2 separate regions of the Mus musculus genome follow, and region 1 is linked to region 2. The links are chromatin contacts, called in public Micro-C maps. All regions are on one chromosome and are shown on one strand. The core of a region is the stretch at or near the end of the contact, and the rest is flanking DNA. Distances in the headings are between cores, read along the strand shown. Region 1 overlaps Mrtfa (myocardin related transcription factor A). Region 2 has its middle 5.2 kb from the start of Gm31608.

Region 1 (7,305 bases), core at 967-3,466, 140 kb after region 2:
ATAATTCTTGAAATTTACAACTAAATGCTGAATGTATAACTCAGTAATACATAGCTTAAGGTAGTCATTGTCGGGTTTACTGTCTCATATATACCTTTATTTGAGTTAGGTTTGCACATGGTCCAACCTGAACTGATCTGATCGTACCTCAGCCTCCCAAGTGCCTGGATCATAGGCATATGCCACCATGCCCGTGTGTGCACTGCTGGGCAGGGGACTCAGGACCTCATGCTGTTAGACAAGCCAGCGGAGCCACAGCACCAGTCCTCTCCCAGCCTTGCAGATAAGAATAAAAGGTGTCTTGTCTGTTGCTTCTGGAGATCCCCAGTGGTCTGAAGTGCTGTCTTCTCACTTCCTGACCCAATTCTGTCCCCTCCTCATCCCCTTTCACATCCACGCTGCTGAAAATAAAAATGGTTTTTCTGTTTCTCCTCCTTTGTTCTCCATTTCTCACGAAGTTGTTGTCACTCTCTTAACTTTGTGCATTTCTCCCCTGTGGTTGGTGCTCATCTAACCTTGTAAGCAGACTCCCTCCACCTCCCCTCTCCATCCCTCCTTCCCGCCAGAAAAATCTATATTTTGAGGATGTTATGTTTTTGTTTTTTGATAGGAGGTCTCACTCTATAGCCCCAAGTGGCCTGAAACTCACTCTCTGTAGACCAAGCTGGCCTTGAACTCAGAGATCTGACTGCCTCTCACTCTCAAATTTTGGGACTAAAGGTGTGTGCCACCATGCCCAGCTTCCTGCCACTCTGGATTCATCTCAGAGGTGTCCTCTTGGTAGAGGCCTGCGCTGAGTCCTCCCAGCCATGCAGGCATCTATTTCTCAGTTCCTAGCAGAGTGCTGTCAGATTGAGGGAATGTCCTGGTGGGTACACGTCCACTGGGTTGGTAAGCCTAGTCAGAACTGTCAGATGCGCTCAGAGTGGGCTGGTGTGTTTTTCTGTCTGTGTTCACATGCTTGATACTTGGTAGTCAGACAGCAAATATCAAAAGGAGAGCAAGGGACAGCAAGATGACTTAGTGGGTGAGAACACTTGACGTGCAAACCCGAGGACCTGAATTTAAGCCCCAGAGCCCATGTGAAGGTGTAAGGAGAAAACAAACTCACAAAGCTGTCCTCCAGCCACCACACATGCACCTTGGTGTGTGGTTCAGGGGCTGGAGAGATGGCTTAGTGGTTAAGAGCACTGACTGTTCCTCCAGAGGTCCTGCGTTCAAATCCCACAACCACATGGTGGCTCATAACCATCTGTAATGAGATCTGATGCCCTCTTCTGGTGTGAGCTCTAGTGTACTCATATACATTAAATAAATAATAGTTATTAAAAAAGTAAGTAGTGTGGTTTGTCCCATGCTATTGTAAGTCTGGGGAGCACTCCATTTTAGAGATGGGACGCCCTCAGTGGAGATGGAAGTGATGCCTTGAGGGACGTAGCTGAGTGGTAAACAGTACACCTAAACCTGAAAACAAGAGTCCTGCTTCCTGTCCAGCATCCTTTTCTCCTGTTTGTTTTGGGGCACGTCACCCCAAAAATATGTGTTTAAAAAGTCAGTGCTTTCTGAAGATACGTACCAAAGGGAAGAAGATGAAAAATAAAATTTTTCTATTTCTGCCCCAAATGGAGCCTGCCCTCCTCTGTGCTGTGTATGGGCACGTTTCTATCTATGTCACATACACGGTGACGACACCAGCTCACACTTACCAAATGACTATAGAGTGGGCACTGTCTTCAGTGTTCCACATGTGCTCAGTTGTTGATTACAGCGACCCGAAATGGATTATCTCATCCCTACTTTATAAGTGAGGAAACAGTGACACAAAAGGAGGAGTATCTCAAGGTCTCAGAGTTAGCAGGTGGTAGGCACAGCACTTAACTCAAGGCATCAGCTCTAGAGCTTTTTTTTTTTTTTTTTTTTTTTTAATCTAAGAAATGTTTTTGTATACAAGTAATGGGCATATGTTTTAACTAAACATTCTGGGTTTTTTGTTGTTGTTTGTTTTGTTGTTTTTTTATGAGCTTTTAAAAAAAGGAAAGAAAATCACAACAAATCTGTAAAACAGTGAAGAGTCTGCTTCTAGACCGTTGCCAGGTTAGGAGAAAGGGAAGGAAAAGACAAATTCTTACAGAGCCTGCATTCCTCACTCCTCAGTCCTGATGAGTAACACTGTAGTCTCCTTCTTGAAGAGACAAGAAAAGAAGTCAGCTTCTGTGTGGTGGTGAGCTTCCCTTTCAGGAATGTAGTTCAGTGGGTTCTGCAAAGGATGATCCAGCCCTGCAGTGGCTTGCAGTTTGTTTGTTTGATTGATTGCTGAATATTTATTATTTCTATGAATTGGTACATTTTATACCACTCACAAATAAAAAACATTTAACTTGTTTCTAGTTTGAGGTAATTACTGACATGTGTGTTCGGGTATGGCCCTTATGTGGACAGACATTTTTTATCTTTCCTGAGTAGGTGCTAGTTTTATGTCAACTTGACACAAGGCAGAATCATGAGAGAGAAAGGAACTGCATTTGAGAAAAGGCCTCCATAAGATCTGGCTGTAGGGCATTTTCTTTGTTAGTGATCGATGGGGAAGGACCCAGCCCATTGTGGGTGGTACCATCCCTGAGCTGGTGGTCCTGGGTTCTATAAGAAGACAGACTGAACAAGCCAGTAAGTAGCACCCCTCCATGGCCTCTGCATCAGCTCCTTCCTCCAAGTTTTTTCCCTGTTTGAGTCCCTGTCCTGACTTTCTTCAGGGATGGACTACAATGTGGAAGTGTAAGCCAAATGAACCCTTCCTCCTCAGCTTGCTTTTTGGTCATGGTGTTTCATCCCAATATTAGAAGCCCCAGGTCACTCAGGGATGGGATTTCTGGCTTGGATAATAGGAAGTTTAAGTTCATAAGAAACTTGTAAACTATTTCTAGAGGAACATTTGTGTTCAAGAACCCTGGTTGTTCCCTATCCTCTGCACTGGAATCTTTTGGCGTTTTTTATTCTGATGGCTAAGTAACCTCATAGGTGCTCTTGTTGGAAAGGGTGTGGCTGAACTAGGAGTTTCTGATGAGAGGATTGCCTTCGTTCTTCCCTTTCTGATTCACTAATACTTATCACTTTTCATTAAGTGGGGGTGGATGAAGAGAGGCTTTGATAGCCCACTTCCCAGCTGGCTCTGAGGAGGAGCCGTGGCGAGGACAGTGATGCACTAGGTTCCTGAGCTTTACCTGTTCTCCTTCCCCTGGAACACATTACCCAGCATAGAGGTTTGTATTCCTCTGCGTTGCGTGCCTTGCCTTGCTCAGCTTCCGCACGCCAGGAAACCTAGTGTGGGAAGGATATGCTGGCATGTCTGCACTGCCAGCCTTGGTATCTGACCTGTTACTATCTCTATTGGTTGGTGGTTCTCGGCCTTCCTAATGTTGCAACCCTTTAATACAGTTTTTCATGCTCTGGTGATCCCAGCCATGAAATTATTTTTGTTGCTTCTTCATAACTCTTAAGTTTGCTACTGTTATGAATAGTAATGTAGATATCTGATGCACAGGATATTTGATCCACAATGCCTGTGAAAGGGTCATTCAACCCCCAAAGGGGTTGCAGCCCACAAGTAGAGAACCACTGCTATGGGTAGAAATGCCAGTGAGTGCCATGGTGGCAGCTGTTTCTGTAGTCAGCTGGATAAATACTTCAACTCAGCCTGATGGTATAGCTCTTCTGATCACCCCCTCCCCCCACAGGATGCCTGATGAGACTGTACATTCTGAGTGAGTAAAGTCAAACGGCAAGGTAAGGTGAGGGTAACAGTCTCAGATAGGCCTCAGAAGTCTCAGGCTGCCGTTACTGTCTGAATCGCTGGTCTCAGATGTAGCCAGTGCTTAAGGTCCTGTATTCTAGTCAGTCATTGTGATGACTATTCTTAGTTGTCAGCTTGACTACATCTGAAATTAACTAAAACCCAAATGGCTGGCACACGTGAGAGAATTTTTTTTTTCCTTACTTGAATCATTTGAAGTAGGAAGACCTACTTTTCTGGATCTTTGAGGTGGGAAGATACATTCTTAAACCAGATCTGTGGAGGAGGGAAGATCCACCTTTAATCTGGGTTTCACACCTTCTCCTGGTAGTCTGTATAAAAGGCGTGGAGGAAGGAAGCTTGCTTTTCTTGCCTGCTTGCTCCTCTTCACTAGATCTTCATAAGAGTGATTACTAAGAACCACATGACAGTAAGTACTAGGCTGTCTTGAAATCTCCTCTGCCAGGGCCATTAATCCAAAACTCTTCAATTTAGCCTCAGGCAGATTTTCTGTGGAGAAGGGCCACATTCTTTGCCAAAATATTACAAGAACAGCTGCTAGGCCACTATATTCTTCCCTTCTGAAATTGAGCTGGGCCCCCACAGTTCAAATCACTCTCAATACTGTTTTCAAAGACTGTGATAGGATGGCTCATTAAGTCGCCCTTAAAGTGTCCAATGCTTTTCTAGTCCAAAGCCCCAAAGTCTTCCATATTCTTCATCAAGCAACATGGGCAGGCCTGGCATAGCAATACCTCACTCTCTGGTACCAACTTCTGTCTTCGTTACTGCTCTATTTCTGTGAGGAGACACCATTACCAAGGCAACCCTTATAAAAGAAAACATTTAATTGGGGGCTTGTTTACAGTTTCAGGGGCTTTTAGTCTGTTATCATCATTGTAGGGAACATGGTGGCAGGTAGGCAGGCATAATGCTGAAGAAGTAGCAGAGCGCTGCATCCTGATCCACAGGAAGAGAGACAGCCTGGTCCTAGCATAGGCTTTTGAAACCTCAAAGTGACACACTTCCTTGAACATGGCCATAGCTCTTAATCCTTATAAGCCTTTCAAATAGCGCCACTCCCTGCTGACTAAGCAGTAGATATATGAGTGTAACAGGACCATTCTTGTTCAAACCATCACAGTCATGGTGTGTACACCTGTGAGGGCTAAGGATGGATGGAGTCTTAGGCCAGCTGCAGAGTGCTTTCTTAAAAGGGAAGGCCAGCCTTTGTTTTCATTTGAAATGAAAGATCAAATTTGTAATAAAATATATCTTCTTTTACACAGTGCGCACAGTTTGCTAATAAATGTCCCTTCATTCATCATTGAGCACATTTGCCATGTTAGTAATTGTTGTGTTTATGGTTCCCATCTTATCTCATTGCTGGGATACGGCTTTTTTTTTTTTTAAGATTTAAGATTTTTTAAAGATTTATTTATTTATTATATGTAAGTACACTGTAGATGTCTTCAGACACTCCAGAAGAGGGAGTCAGATCTTGTTACAGATGGTTGTGAGCCACCATGTGGTTGCTGGGACTTGAACTTCAGACCTTCAGAAGAGCAGTCGGGTGCTCTTACCCACTGAGCCATCTCACCAGCCCGGGATATGGCTTTTTTTAAAAGCCAGTTCTTCCTGAATTCCTATCTCCACATTTGGTTCTTTCTCATCTACAAACATTTTAAACACAGTCGTCAAGTAAAACACAATAGTGCTGTGTTTTAGCTCCTGTTCATCCTCAGTACAGGCTTTGCACAGAAGGAGGCAGAGGCAAGAAGAGGGAACCAGGTCACGTGGTATTGCCTGGCAGGAGCCTTTTGGTTCTGAGCAGAGAAACCAACTGTTTACTATTTTGGGTGAATGAGGTTGGGTGGTTGCTACGAACGTTTTCTCTGAGGGAGCCCTTGAGTCTTCCAGCTCTACACACTGAAATCATCCCAGCTCTGCTTTTTGGCATTTGGATCATGGAGGGAGGTATCGGTGTCGAGTCCCAGTGCTGACAGGAAGAAATGTTTTGCCAGGGACTTACTGATTCTGCCCTTCTGCTGTCAGTGCTTTAGTGCTCCACTCCTAAGGAAACCTGGGATCTCACTGCTCTTGCAACTCTTTGCACTGCAAAAAATGAAGTGCCCACTTTAAAGTGCAATGCTACTTAAAGCCTCAGCAGATAACGAATGGCTGCCCTAAGGAGGGCAGGCATGGAGACTGGCTGCTTGCAATATTGGCCTCTGGAGTCTTGTATCTCCAGCCCACTAGAGAAGACCAAGATTTGTCAGCCTGCCTGCAGGATCCTGCCATTCTCATGGATCGTCCTGAAGCCTGAGAAAGACAGCTGCTCAGCTATGTGTCTGACCCCTTACCACAGTTTGCGGGAAGGTTAGCATATTTAGCTTTGGTGTTTGCATGCTTCTCCCCTAACTCAAACATACTGCTGTCGTTTATCCCTACCTGTTAATCTGCTGCCACTCAAGCTTTGACTTTGGATGGCTTATTCTCCAGAATTTGTTGAACATTCAACAAATGGATAAGTGGACACAGTACTGTAGCATGCATCTAAAAACCAGATGGGGCAGTGATGAGGCTGTTTCTCATGCCCCCTCCAGCTTAACAACAGGTGAACCCAGGTTGTAGAAGAAGTAATGAAAAAAGCTGTGACTCTGCCTCTGTTTGCAGGTCAAGTACTTGTCAGTCACTCCGACTATAAATAGATAGGGAGCAATGGGTGGCAGCCTCATTGTCTGCTCCCTTACCTACAGCAACCTTCTTTGCTATTCTGAAACTGATGACAGATATTCTTTTGGAGTGAAGTAGATACATTTGTGCTCTGCAGAAAGTTTCTAATTTGAGAAAAATCTTTTCACAGGCCTTCTGGGTCATTGGTACGACATTGGTCATCAAACTGTTATCAAACTTGGATTGAGGAGGAATCATCAGTCTTGTGTCTCAGCTTGGAGATGCTCTACAGGCGTCAGGTTCTGCCCTTAGGTCTGTAGGTGCTAAAAGCATAGACAGCTTTTGAGTGTCGGAGGAGCTCTTGGTGGCTCTTCGCTGGCTTCTCACAGGATGACTTGAGTGCGTGGAGTCAGCAGTGAATGAATCGGCTGAGGAAGGGATTGGTCTGAAGGAGTGTCCAGTTTGCAAAGAATGTTAAGAACACATTGAGAGGCAGTTGGTTTTGTCTGTTTTTTAATAATCTATAAGTGTGCTGGATCTAAGTGAGGAACACCATGCCCCTGCCAGGGAAGATTACCTGAGAAGCAGAGAGACTTCAGTGCTTAGGCTGCAGCCCTTGGCTTTGTGGAGATAGAGAGCTGTAATGTTCCAGAGACAGTTTGCTGGGTTAGGCTTAGCTTGGTGTAGGGTGGAAAGCCATGGCTCTCACATTTGAAATCAAAGGGGAGAAGACTTGCATTAGTGTGCAGACTGTGTAAGTAGGAACGCAGACCTGGCACAAACAGGGTCAGAGCGGCAGGTGCACATGGCCACTCCAAGCCCTAGGCATCCTACAGCTTGTG
Region 2 (7,012 bases), core at 957-3,456:
GCTTTGGCAGTCAGAGACAACTCTTGGGAGTCGCTTCACTCTTTCCACATACACTGCAGGCGAACTGGCCCTCCTGCTTCCAAATGACTATGGTCTCTACATCCTCTCTCTTCACTAAAGTAGTAGAATACAGATGTATGTCACCCCACCAAGCTTTATTACGTCGGTTCCTTGGATCAAATTGGGGGTTTTGAGGCTTTTGTTTGTAAGTGGAGTTTTGTTGTTGTTGCTGTTTGGGATTTAGTTGTTTTTGTTTTTGTTTTTGTTTTTGCTGGTTTTTTGTTTTGCTTTGTTTTTTAAGACAGGATTTTACTATGTATCCCTGGCTGTCCTGGAACTCACTATGTAGACCAGGCTGGCCTTGAACTCAGAACTCACTGTCTATGCCACCCGAGTGCTAGGATTACCACTATGCACTTACTTCTAGCTAGTCTCAGCTACTCTTAGTCTCTAGGCTAGCCCCCATGCTGCGCTGCGGTCTTCCCAGCTCTGGTCCCCCCCCCCCCCAGCCTCAATGCTACTTTCTCAGCCATCTATCCCCTGCGGCTAGTTGTCGCAAATCCTCTTAACCCAGTAAATCAAAACTCTAGAAGCTTATAATTAATCAGTCAGATTTATATATCAATAAATTCTCAATTTACAAGATGCCCACATAATAATTTCAGAGCCAATTGATAATGATACAAGCTGCCCACCTAGATTAGACAAGTTATCCCAATTATTCTATCCTTTTATGATATTCACAGCTCCCTGTGTCTATTTAAAGCCACGCGGAATCTGGATCGTCTTCCTCTTCCTCCATCTTCCTTCTCCTCAACTTGTCCCTGTCTGTCTCTGAAACTCCTAGCTCCGCCTCCCTTTTCCCTGTCCCATCACAGGTTTCTTGCTGTATTAATATTTAAATTAGTTGGGGAAAATTCTGCTACAAGTAATTTGCATAAAGGCAGAATTTCAGTAGAGATTAGTCAGTAATTCATTCAGTAACAACGTAACAACAGGAGTGGTCTTTTCACTCTGGAACTCAGAGTGTAATTTTGTTTGCTTCTTTTTAGACAAGCTTTCATGCAGTCCTCACTGGCTTCAAACTGGCTCTGTGGTCAGGATGAATTTCAACTCTTCATCTTCCTTCCTCTACCTTCCAAGTGCTGGGGTGACAGGCATGTGCCACCATATCTGGTATTTTTTGTGGTGCTTGTTAGGTATCAAAGAAATCTGAGACAAGTTCTCACTCAGTACCTGTGACCACCACACACTCCTCACCCTGTCCCGTCCTCTACCCTAAGTCTCTCCCACCCAAGGGCTGGCCTTCTACTTCCCTTCCCCCAGCTTCCTGTATAAGTCAGCCCATTTTGGCTGTGCACTCTCTTGGTTCCTGGTATATCCTGCTTTCTCTCTCTCTCTCTCTCTCTCTCTCTCTCTCTCTCTCTCTCTCTCTCTCTCTCTCTCGTTGTCTGCAGCTCCTCTCTTAGTCTATTTTCCTCCTGTGCCTTCTCTTCCTTTCTTACTTCCTCCTCATGCCCCATGGCTGGGTTCAGTCTGGATTCTTTCAGATGGCCTCTGGCTGCTTTCTCCCTCATATCTACTTAAAAATTTCTCTCTGCCACCATACCTAGGAGTGGTCATGTCTTCATTTCCATTCAAAGCCCAGGGCGTGCTAAGCAGACATCCCACCAACCCAGCTCCATGCCCAGCCTCAGCTTCAGTTGTGATTCACTGCAAACATTGTGGCACAGAGAATCAGATCTCTGTGGGGAGAACAAAGAAGCTAAGAGGATCCAGGCTGAGCCGGGAATCTAGGCATCATACCCACCACAGCAGTGTGCATGGGCACCAGGAGAACAGGGACGAGGGACCAATAGACCAAAGATTCTCAGCCTTCCTAAGGCTGCGACTCTTTAATACAATTCCTCAGGGTGTGGTGATCCCAATCATAAAATTACTTCATTCCTACTTCATAACTGTAATTTTACTAGTGTTATGAGTTGTAATGTAAACACCCTATATGCAGGATATCTGATATGTGACACACACACACACACACACACACCCCAAGGGGTCTCAACCCACAAATTGAGAATCACAGCCATAGACAGTGCAAATCCTGGAGAAACCTGGGAAGGAATCTTCGTTTTCTCACTGTGCACCAGAGAAAGCTGAGCACAGAGCCAGCAGGGCGGGGTGTTGAGTTACAATCGGCGCGTGTGCCAGACAAGACTGAAACTCAAGGACTCGGAGTAAATTGCCTAAGGTCACCTGGCTTGCCCTGTAGAGCCAGGCTTTGAAACCGCAGCCGTCTTTACCACAAGCCGCCAGCCCTCCTCTCTGTGAACCCTTCTGATTGTTTTCTTCTCGCCTTCACTGGGCTGCTCCGGCTCAGCTTCGGGGACCTGGCACCGTTGCTTTACCACCATCCCTCAGCTCTACTTCATCAGTACCGCGTTTTCAATTTTCTGAGTTCTGGTTCCCTAAGACTCAGGTACAAAGGGACCTTGGGTACCACTGACCAATCAGGCAAGAAAAATCTCACCCCAGAATGAGTGTATGAAGGCAAAACAGTGTGAGTGTAGACAAAACAGCCACATCAACAATCACTCAGAATGCTGGTCCAGTCAGGTGTGCCTTTGTGATTGGACAACTCAGAACACAGCAGACGCCCACCAAGTGCTAGGATCCTTGGATCCCTGGGCTTGTATGTCTAGGGCTTCAGACTTGGTTGTACACAGAGACTTGAATCACATCAGGGAGATCCTGGCCCTTGTTCTCTCTGCCTTTATGATGGGGCTGTTTGTCCTTTTTGGGCTTCTTTAATCCAAGCAAGTTGGCTATGGGCAGCTCAGAACCTACATGGGTTTATCTTTATATGTCTTTAGGTTGTTCCATTCCACACAGGGCTACACAGTGAAACTCTTTCTCAAAAAATAAAATAAATACCTATAGAGTAAGTGGGGGAAGAAAGCATCTTTTCCAACGGACCCTGGCAAAGTCCCAGGGAACACTCTGATTGGCCTTGGATTGGTCATATCTCCACCCTAGGGAGACAGATGACTTTAAACAGAATGTTAAGGGTCTGGCTGGATGTAATGGTACAGGCCTATAATCTCATCTGCCCAGAGCTCAGGCAGGTGGATCCTGTGTCACAATGAAGGAAAAAGAAAAGGCTGTCAGAGTGGTTCAGTGGTAGACGCTCGGCAGGCTCAAGTCGAGGGGTGTGAAAGAAAAGAGTGTGGGACCACACTGTCTATATCCCAGATTTCAGTGATAAAGACATTCAAGGAAGTGAGTTTGCTAGAAGGAAGGTTGGGGCCAAGCATGGCGGCGTGTACCTCAGCACTGCAGAGGTGAAGGCGGAGGGCCAAGAGTTCAAGTGAGCTGGGCAGGCCTTTAATCCCAGCATTAGGGAGGCAGAGGCAGGCAGATTTCTGAGTTCGAGGCCAGCCTGGTCTACAAAGTGAGTTCCAGGACAGCCAGAGCTATAGAGAGAAACCCTGTCTCGAAAAACCAAAAAAAAAAAAAAGAGTTCAAGCGAGGTAGGGAGACGGCTCAATGATGCAATGTTTGAGGAGCAACCATGAGGACCGACATCCAGGTCCCCAGCACCCCCATAAAGCAGGGCAGCTGTGCAGCTCTCCCTCAGCACACGGGAGGGGTGGATGGGAATTTCTGAGGCAAAATGGCTAATGAGAATCACAGCAAGAGAATAAAGCAGAGAGGGGTTGAGGAAGACACCCAGTATCAACTGCAGGCCTCCACAGGCATGGACACATACATAGGGACATATACCACTCACCGTACACATGTGCACACACTATATATATACCACATATATACATAACTACCTCACACCCAAATACACACTACATACATCAATACACATACCATATGTACATACCACATACCTACATAGCACATACACATAGCTCATACACACACCACACACATATACCACATACATAACACATTAACACTGCCTATACAACACATATTACAAACACATGCACACCCCTCATACACACACCACACACATACACACACACCAAATACATAACAAACACATGTGCTCACATATAAACACACTACATACACCACAAATACACATACCATATACCCTATACCACACACACACCACACATATACACCACATACATACGTACATACCACACACAAACACCACATACATACACATACCACACACACACACACACTAAACCATACATATACACATACACCACTCAGACACTACATAACACACCACAAATACACACCACATGTGCTCATAAGCACAGGCAGACACACACAGACACACTCAGGGTTCAAGGCCACACATTAAGGTTAGCATTATCCACATTACCTGGGAGAAAGGACTCTAAGCCTACCTGTGGGGACTTATCTTGATTATGCTAATAATGTGGGATGATGCATGTTAATTGTAGGTGGGATGGTCCTCTAGGCTGGGGATCCTCCACTCTATAAAATATAGCAAGGTAGCTAAGTGGCAGGAAGCCGGTTTCCTTCTCGTCTACATTGTAATGCCTCGAGCTTGTAAGTCAGAATAAAGCCTTTCTCCCTTACATTGCCTTTGTCAGGAACACACAACACAGAACACAGCAACAGGAACATAGCTAAGACACCGTCTCTTGCCATATAGGGAGTCCGAGCCCGGCCTGGGCTACCTGAGATCCTGTCTCCAAAATAGCAGAACTGAAAGCAAGCAAACCAAACCACGGGTAAGAGCTTCCTCTGGGGAGGCAGGAAGGCTGCTGGGAGATTGGCTGAGTTCCATCTCTTGACCTGGAAACTTTCAAGGTAATTACAAGGGGATTTGCTTCTTGAGAACTCATTATGTGTGACATTTGTTTCATGTGGTTTTTACTCTTATTAAAATAAAAAATGGTTTTCTGAACGAGTGAAAAACAGCACATGTGCTCAGCTTACTCACTTACGGGCTTGGTGTGTTCCCGTTGTCCACAGATTGAGCGCTGGTGAGGCTGGGTCTGACCTACTTTACCATCACCGAGGGACCCTGTGGGAAAAGGGAAGAGAAAGGGAAAGGCAAGGGAGTGGAGACCAGGGAATGGAGATGATCAAGATACATTGTTCCATGTATGGAAATTTCAAAAGATAAATCTGGGGGGTGGGGAGGGGGCGGGGGACAAGGAGGAGGCGGGTTCCAAAACAGGAAGGAGTAGACTAGAGAAGCTTGAATGCCAGCAGGAGGCTTGTCTGTGCCAGGAACCATCATCCTGAGGATCAGAGACATGAAAGGTGTTCTGCTCTGCAAACTGGTGCTAAGAGCCAGGAAGAGCACTAAGGATATTGTCTAGAGTGCCACAGGCCAACACACAGCATCCCAGAATCCCAGCATCCCAGCTGTCCTTCACCTTGCTGGACCCCTGGATTTCATCTTCTTCTTTCTCTGTATTTTCCCTGGTCTTTATGTTTGTAATCTCTCTGTGCCTTCTATTTAATGCACTATTTAATGGCACTCATAAACTCAGGGAACAATAGTAAGAAAGTCTCTCCAAATGAAGTTTAAAATAATGGCCTTCTTCTCACTTAAAGTGATTCTTACATAGCATATGTATACTGTTGAACTCTAATATACTTCAGTAGGAAATCTCACAAGCCAGATATGGTGGCGCATGCTTGTATTCCTAGGACCTGGGAGACTGAAAAAGGATTGTCATAAGCCAGAAGCCAGGTGGGTCTACACATCAAAGTCCAGGCAAGCCAGAGATCCTTGGTGACACCCTATCTCAAAACGCCAGAACCGGGGCTGGAGAGATGGTTCAGCGGTTAAGAGCACTGGCTGCACTTCCAGAGGTCCTGAGTTCAGTTCCCAGCAACCACATGGTGGCTCACAACCATCTGTAATGAGATCCGGTGCCCTCTTCTGGCCTGCAAGCATGCGTGCAGCAAGAAACCTGTATACATAAGTAAAGACATCTTAAAACAAACAAAAGCAAACAACAAACAGTCTGGCAGTGGCGACATATACACTCCTTTGATCTCAGGAGGCAGAGGCAGGCAAATTTCTGAGTTTGAGGCCAGCTTGGTCTACAGAGAGAGTTCCAGGACAGCCAGGGCTACACAGAGAAATCCTATCTTTAAAAAAAAAAGGGGGGAGGGGGGAAGGAAAGGAAAAGGAAAAGAAAAGAAAAAAAGAAACAAGAAAAGAGAAAAAAAACCAACAAAAGATAAAAAACGAGATATATCAGTATATGCCTGCAACAGTAGCATTTAAGAAGCAGGCTCTTTCCTTTCTGCCACCTCCATGCCGTCCAGACTGAGGAAGACGGGAGACTCTGGGGCCACCTGAGCCAAGGCTACGGCTGCATGGGAAGCACCGCAAGCACCCAGGAGGCCGCGGGAATGCTGGAGCATGCAGCACCACAGGATCAATGACAATTATCACCCAGGATGCTTTGGGAAAGTTGGTATAAGGCATTCCCACTTGAAGAGAAACCAGAGCTTCTGCCCAACTGTCAACCTGGATAAATTGTGGGCCTTGGTCAGTGAGCAGACACTGGTCAATGCGGCAAAGAACAAGACTGGAGCTGCTCCCATCATTGATGTTGTGCGATCGGCTACTACCAAGTTCTAACAAGGGAAAGTTCCCTAAGCAACCTGTCATCGGGAGGGCCAAATTCTTCAGTAGAAGAGCTGAAGAGAGGATTAAGGGTGTTGGAAGTGTCTGTGTTCTGGTGGCTTAAAGCCACTCCCAGAGTTTAATGAAATGCTAACATTTTCCATGTGGAAAAAAAAAGAAGAAAAAGAAGAAGAAGAAGGAGGAGGAGGAGGAGGAGGAGGAGGAAGAGGAGGAAGAGAAGAAGAAGAAGAAGAAGAAGAAGAAGAAGAAGAAGAAGAAGAAGAAGAAGAAGAAGAAGAAGAAGAAGAAGAAGAAGAAGCAGCTAAGGCAGGAGGATTGTGGAAAGTCTGACACTAACTTGGGTTCCATAGTGAAATCTTACCTCCTTACCTCAAAAATTACCAAATTAGACTGGGCAGTGGAGGC

What was found. Hi-C and Micro-C count contacts between places; a contact is called where the count stands out from the background.
Region 1: a contact with region 2 is called in a Micro-C map of muscle stem cells, with 2.8 times the contacts expected there. The contact joins two enhancer-like sites. A contact is called at or near these places in 2 of 15 datasets of contacts at CTCF or cohesin (the NIH/3T3 cell line and embryonic stem cells), 54 of 484 Hi-C or Micro-C datasets (8-cell embryo, B cells, CD4 T cells and 38 more), 6 of 115 datasets of contacts at active chromatin or transcription factors (the HPC-7 cell line, the NIH/3T3 cell line, embryonic fibroblasts and 3 more) and 3 of 9 other capture datasets (adipose tissue, liver and pancreatic islet).

What each region holds. Positions count from the first base shown.
Region 1 is chr15:81,065,567-81,072,871 of GRCm38.p6, reverse strand. All of the region lies in intron 2 of Mrtfa (myocardin related transcription factor A), which reads left to right. Among named protein-coding and RNA genes, the nearest start is that of Sgsm3, 91 kb to the right of the region's middle. Within about 2 kb of position 2,216, at least 55 of the 459 cell types and tissues checked have an H3K27ac peak or open chromatin away from gene starts, as enhancers often do. A contact at or near this core is called in granulosa cells and muscle stem cells, where this site is marked.
Region 2 is chr15:81,208,420-81,215,431 of GRCm38.p6, reverse strand. No RefSeq gene overlaps it. Among named protein-coding and RNA genes, the nearest start is that of Gm31608, 5.2 kb to the left of the region's middle. Within about 2 kb of position 2,206, at least 22 of the 459 cell types and tissues checked have an H3K27ac peak or open chromatin away from gene starts, as enhancers often do. A contact at or near this core is called in granulosa cells and muscle stem cells, where this site is marked.